Linked DNA regions of Mus musculus: region 1 is linked to region 2. A link is a contact called in public Hi-C data. All regions are on one chromosome and are shown on one strand. The core of a region is the stretch at or near the end of the contact, and the rest is flanking DNA. Distances in the headings are between cores, read along the strand shown. Region 1 overlaps 6030407O03Rik (RIKEN cDNA 6030407O03 gene). Region 2 overlaps Gm31137 (a long non-coding RNA gene).

Region 1 (2,981 bases), core at 282-2,781, 720 kb before region 2:
AAGGTTTTGAATCCAGGTTCTTTGAGTCTATATACTCCATAGAAGATTTTCATTTCCATGTATGTTAGAAAATAAAAACTTTAAATGGCCACCTGGAAGAGAGGGACTCTGGCCTACCTGCCATCAGATCTTGACTAATTCAAAGGCAATGCTAATAAGGAAAGAGCTTGAAAAGTGATAAAGCAGATCTTATACTCTTTGAGGGGAAACTGAGGCCTGAAAGCCAGAAGACCTCTCCCATTGTCCTGCTGTGGGATTGTAGCCAAATAGGGTAGCATTCCCAGTCTCCTGGGGCCAGCTTCATGCTCAATGTTTTTGTCCAGAGCATCCACTCACATAGACTCGAACATCAAGATTTTCATGATTTAAATCAACCAAAAATAGTCTGGAACCAGGCATATATCATAGCTTGTTTTCCAGGACACTTAAAATCCACTCCCAAAACCGTTTGGCCAAATGACACAGGTCACAGTCTGCTGAGTGTCTATTTAAAGCACCTTTTCCTGGGTTCCCGATAAGGCAGGGCTGAGTTCTGAAGTCCTCTGACGAGCAGATACTCTAGTCTCCTCTTCTTATGCCCTTCGCCTGGCCTCTTCCTAAGGGCTCCCCTCCCTGTAGGAGTTTCCCCTCTTTTGTCCACTCTCTCCCTTCTCTTCCCTGACTAGTCACGTGTACAGCTCTGTATCATAGGTTTCCAGCCCCAATCCCCCTTCTTCTACCCAGAACACATCTCCTCTTCCAGAGGATCTTTCTTCTCAAGTTCCCATCATTTCCCATAAGCCTTCACTCTCATGCTTTGGCGCCATAGCAAGCTGGAGCTTGTGATGCTTCAGTTTGCCCAGTATGAGTGTGGCATGCCTGGTTTTACTTGCTGAGCCTTGATTTCTGTTTCCTTCATAGTGCCTCCGTTTCCCAATCTGTAAAACAATGGTTGAACTTAACGGTCCCTAGTAACCAATTGGTGAGCATCAGTGCTATCGCTGAGCTATGCTTGTTCCCCTTGCCTTCCATGTTATTTCTTCTTCCCAAACTTACCTGTCATAAGCACTGTGCAACTTCCCACACCACAGGAAATCTTTAAATAACACTTTTTTTTGAGGGTTGAGAGAAGTGACACATTTTTCTTTTTCTTTTTTTCAAAATAGTGACAGGACAATAAAAAAGACCAGGAAGCGAAGACAAAACAAAACACCTGAAGCAAGTCAAAACAGGAAAAGTCACCCTTGCAGGAGGAGGTGAGGAGGGAGGGCAGGCAGCATCTCCACCTTTCTAACGACATTCAGCCCTGCATGTGCTTAACAGATCATTAGAGATCTTACCACAGACCAAGAAGAGAAAGAGTGGACAGAGCTGACAGCTCTGGTGGGAAGTAACTCCAGACCAACAAAGGCCTTGTCTAAAAATACTCAGCCGGGACCTTACTGTTTCCAAGACAGATGGACACTGCGGGCTGGCGGAGGGCAGTGTCGGGGGAGGAAATTGTATCTGACAGTGATAACAATCTGGCCTCTCCCAGAGCTTCCCATCCCAAGAATCCATCGGGCTGGCCGGATCTCCACTTGTGCAAGAGAGGTGGCTGGAAATAGAATCCTCCCAGGCTGTGGGGTGGCCGTCCAGCATGAGGGCCCATAGAACATCTCCCAAAAAGACATCCTTGGAGAGGAGGAAGGTGAGGGGTGGAAGCCACTGGAGTGATCTGGATGACATGCGCATCCCCCGGGGACTCTATGGCCACCCCTACACAGTCCCAGCTTCGGACGGCAGCAGACATTTGTGTATGTGCCTGTCCTCATCATGATTTGCAGGAAGTCTTGCTTCAGCTCTTTGGATACCAGAGAGGGATGCAGTTTCAGAAGCAGCATGTTTAGATCTGGGAGACACACTTTAACTAGGACAATAACCAAACAGTGAAGTCCAGTGGAGAAGGAAATGGACCAACATAATGAGGAACTCCCATGTGACAGGATGGTATGATTGGCTCTATGAATCACAGATGGCAGAAAGAGAGTCAAGAAGGCCAAGTATAGGAGCAAATGGTGCCAGCTTAGGGCAGGGGAGACATTCTCCATGCCAGCATTGCTCCTGTGTGACCTATACACAGAAGTGACTGGCTTTGGACATCTTAGAGACCATAACCCTCCCAGTCACCCTCTAGGCAGAAACTCCAAATAGAGCAGAGACTAAACAAGGGAAATAAATGTGGTACCTCTCTGGGCGCAGCTTGATCCCCATTTCCCGACATCTGGTCTTCACAACCCGGCTTTCCGAACTGATTGAACTCAACTTCTTCTTTTCTGAGGGGAATGCAGGATGCCATCTTAGATAGTTAGTTCCACCTGTTATGCTTGCGGCTCTCTCTCCTGTGATTCAGCTGAGTGAGAAGGAGGTGTGAAAACAAGGAGTGTTTCTTTCATCCATCCTGAGGCCAAGTAAGACTGTTTGGCCTCTTTGAGAGAGAACACTGATGAATAGCTCCCCAGAGGAAGCCTGTGTTGGAAGTGTGTCTCTATTTTTCCCTACAGAGACCAACACCCCCAGGACCAGAGGAGTTTAACTCAATTTAACTGGTACAACGTTGTTGAACATTTATGCTTCAGGTTGCATACGAGGCCTTCCTCTGTACACAATATGAAGAAATCCTGCACCCTGGTTGGTCAGCTCCAGAATTAGAAGGCTAAGCAGCACTTGAATGGCTCAGTAGAGGTGTAGCATACATACCACCTACACCTCCTGTACTCAATAGTGGTTAATTTGGTTGATTCATTGCCTCTATTTCATTTCACCATGGGGTTTCCCAGACTATGACAGGGCTCTGCCTTTCTAGATTCTGCAGGGAGAAGCCAGTTTAGATGCATGAAGTGACTTAGCCTCACGGGCCTATAAAAGCATTTTTTTTGAGACTGTGAGAATCCCTTCAGTAAAAGGAAGGTGTCTTCAATGCAGCACGTTCACATGTCATTGCAAGGTGTTTTGTGTGTGTA
Region 2 (3,093 bases), core at 344-2,843:
TCCCAAACAGCTGCCAAATGGAAACCATGTAAGTATTCGAGTGCTCAAGACTTCTGATGGGAGGAGCATCTCATTCAACCCCACACACTACTGGTCAAAGTGAGAACAAAAGATGTCAGAGTGCTCAAGCCTATTGGACCATCTGTATCACACCTGCACTTCCCAAGGAGCAGAGATCATTGTTGAAGGTGGGCTATGTCTTAGTCACTGCTCTATTGCCATGAAGAAACACGTGACCACTATAGCTCTTATAAGAGAAGGTATTTAACTGGGGGGAGGGGTTGTTTACAGTTTCAGAGGCTTAGTCCTTTATAATCATGGTGGAAAGCATAGCAGCACACAGGCAGACACTGAAATAGTAGCTGAGAACAACAACTTGATCCATAGGCAGGGAGAGAGACTCTGGGATTGTTATGAGCTTTTGAAACTTCAAAGACCACACCAAGTGACTTTCTCCAACAAGGCCATACTTCTTATTACTTCTAATCCCTTCAAAGAGTTCCACTCCCTGATGACTAAGCATTCAAATATATGAGCCTATGGAAGCCATTCATATTCAAGCCACTACAGGGTGGAAAGATTTTAAGAACCAGACTACAAGGAAACAATTTTCTCTAAAAACAACAGGATAGTTGCATATATGAGCCCACAATAGTTATGACTATGCATGAAAGCCATGTAAGATGAAGCCAGACCAAACCCGAGGATGGAGAGGGAGGTAGTCATGAAGTCCCACCCATAGCTGGGATGGGGAGAGTCGGAGTTCTCTAAGAGTGTAGGCCCTGGTAGGTGGAACACATTCCACTGGAAGTCCACACATCCAAGAATATATGGATAATACAAATTGTACTTGATAGGTTTGAAAAAGAGAATCCACAAATTTGAGAGGGTAGATGGTGGGTCTTGGATGAGTTTGGGGGGAGATTAATACAATCAAAATATATTATATGAAGGTCTCAGAGAATTAAAAATAAAGTTCTAAAACTCGGTAAATTTTCAGCATATTTATGATATGATTTTAATACATTTGCATGTTCCTACTGTCCCAATTAATGGGAATAAGTTATTTATCAGTCTATGGCTTCTGCATAGTTCTGACAGTATTGCTAATGTGCTCAGCAAAGTACAGAGCCACCCTCCTGCATATACACTCAAAATGGAGTGAGAGACTACTTGTAAAATGGAATCTCTCAGGGCAAAACACTGCATGTGGTGTAATGTGATCTGAGAGTTAAAGTAGTAATTAAGATTAGAATAAAAGAATCTATTATTTCCAACTGCCAGTTACCAAGGAAAATTGTGACCAATTATACTATATATATATACTGTAGCTTGTGTATTTATTATTCAATAAATACTGGCATTGTGGAAAGACACAACTATGATCATTTATGTCCCTAGCATAGCACACTAAATGCTTACAACAAAGTTTCTCTGGGATCTTAGCTCCCTCAGTATCTGCCAGCCCAAAATTCTAGAACCAGGGTGACTGTGGTTCATTCTCACTAAAAGACAAGGATGAAACAACAGCCTGCAAGTGTGTGTTCTCCATGGCCCTTGGCTGGTGGGAGGCTGTGCTGTTTCTTTTGGGCTAGCTGCCTGGTTTCCACTGGGGTTGTTGCTTGGTTTATTTTAGATGCTGGGTCTGCAGGCTAACAGGCTGACCTGCCTTGGCTGTTCCCCAAGGAGGAGGCAAGCACCTCCTGCTGTTGCTGGAGCTGCAAGCTGCAATTTCCATGGCACGCAGGTAGCAGGAGCAGATTGGCAGCAATGTCTGGGTTCTTACCAAACCAGGGGGCAGAGCCTGCTAAGAAGGAAATGTCCCCAGTGTGAGCCTTTACAGGTGGCCCTCTCGCTGCTGCTAGAATTCTGTGTGGTTTTCCCTTCATTGGCCTTGGCTCCTTCAGCTATGAAATAGTAATTGATCTGGGTGGAGACAGCACAGAATGGGAGAAAGAATATGGTCCAGAGACTAGAAAAATTAGGTTAAATTTTTGGCTTCATCACTGACTTGCTTTGTAATGGTAGGCAAGTAACTGATCCACATTGTCTACCAGTTTCCTCAGCCATAAAGTCTCTCCCCTTCCCACCCTGCCACTAACCAGTAATCAGATCAAGTATGTGCCAAATTTTGGTGGAGATGTTAGACTAGAGTTTAAGAGGGAGGGATCTCTCTGCCAAGGGCAGGTAAGGATGAAGGAGAATCCACTGAAAGAAACAAGATTTGAGTTGGGAATTGGTATTTTCTTAGAAAGAGAATGGTCAACTAGAAGAAAACCCGAGAATAGAACAGCAACAGGGGAATCTTAATTAGGAAAGTTAGATTTAAAACCCAGCCCACTCACCTTTCCTGCTTTATAAAAATCTATAGAAGAGTGCTGTGTTGCAAATGAATAAGATGAAAAACTAGCATATGCAGTGCCTGGAATACAAGCCACTTTGGATGGATGGATGGATTCAAGATGCAGAAAGTGGTATGTGCTAAAGAATGTATAGGGCAAGGCAGGGGATTTCATTGTATGGCAGTGATTTGCTGACTCTGCAATTTCCAGACCATTTGTGGAACGTTAGACAAGCCCCCCCCCCCCCCCGCAAAAAAAAAATATTCAGGGAAGCAAGAAACATGTCTCTTAGTCAATTAAATAGGAATGGTGGCATGGTGTATCTCATTCTTGAATTTGTAAGAAATGTCAGCATTTTGTCAAAGTTTCTTCTAACTATATGTTTAACCCAGTAGCTTCCAATTCAACTAACTTCTGTTGCCTGGCAACATTCTCTAAGATAGATCCTTCTACCTCGTGCAGAAGTTTATTAAAACATGGTGTGTTCTAAAGAGACATGAAACATCCCAGCCTGCCCTGAAGCTCCCTAAACGCAAGGCTTCAGGAAGTCCCTGAAACTGACCAGATACTCTCTGCCCCTCTCTTCTGGGGCATACATAAACAGTAAGGACTGTTACAGGGCTGCTTTAGACAAGACAAGCTGCCTAGAAGTTTAGACCAGCCAAGCTACATGCAGGAGGCTTAGACCACACAATTGCCTGAAAGCTACACACTCCAATTTGAGCTGCCTACAGACTGTGCATTCAGCTTT

What was found. A called contact is a pair of places that touch in the nucleus more often than the background predicts.
Region 1: a Hi-C map of cerebellum shows a contact between it and region 2, with 1.8 times the contacts expected there. The contact joins two enhancer-like sites. A contact is called at or near these places in 1 of 484 Hi-C or Micro-C datasets (cerebellum) and 1 of 9 other capture datasets (embryonic stem cells).

The regions. Positions count from the first base shown.
Region 1 is chr1:73,716,106-73,719,086 of GRCm38.p6, reverse strand. All of the region lies in intron 6 of 6030407O03Rik (RIKEN cDNA 6030407O03 gene), which reads left to right. Among named protein-coding and RNA genes, the nearest start is that of Gm29183, 110 kb to the left of the region's middle. Within about 2 kb of position 1,531, at least 10 of the 459 cell types and tissues checked have an H3K27ac peak or open chromatin away from gene starts, as enhancers often do. A contact at or near this core is called in cerebellum, where this site is marked.
Region 2 is chr1:72,991,826-72,994,918 of GRCm38.p6, reverse strand. All of the region lies in intron 1 of Gm31137 (a long non-coding RNA gene), which reads right to left. Among named protein-coding and RNA genes, the nearest start is that of Gm31137, 8.5 kb to the right of the region's middle. Within about 2 kb of position 1,593, at least 8 of the 459 cell types and tissues checked have an H3K27ac peak or open chromatin away from gene starts, as enhancers often do. A contact at or near this core is called in cerebellum, where this site is marked.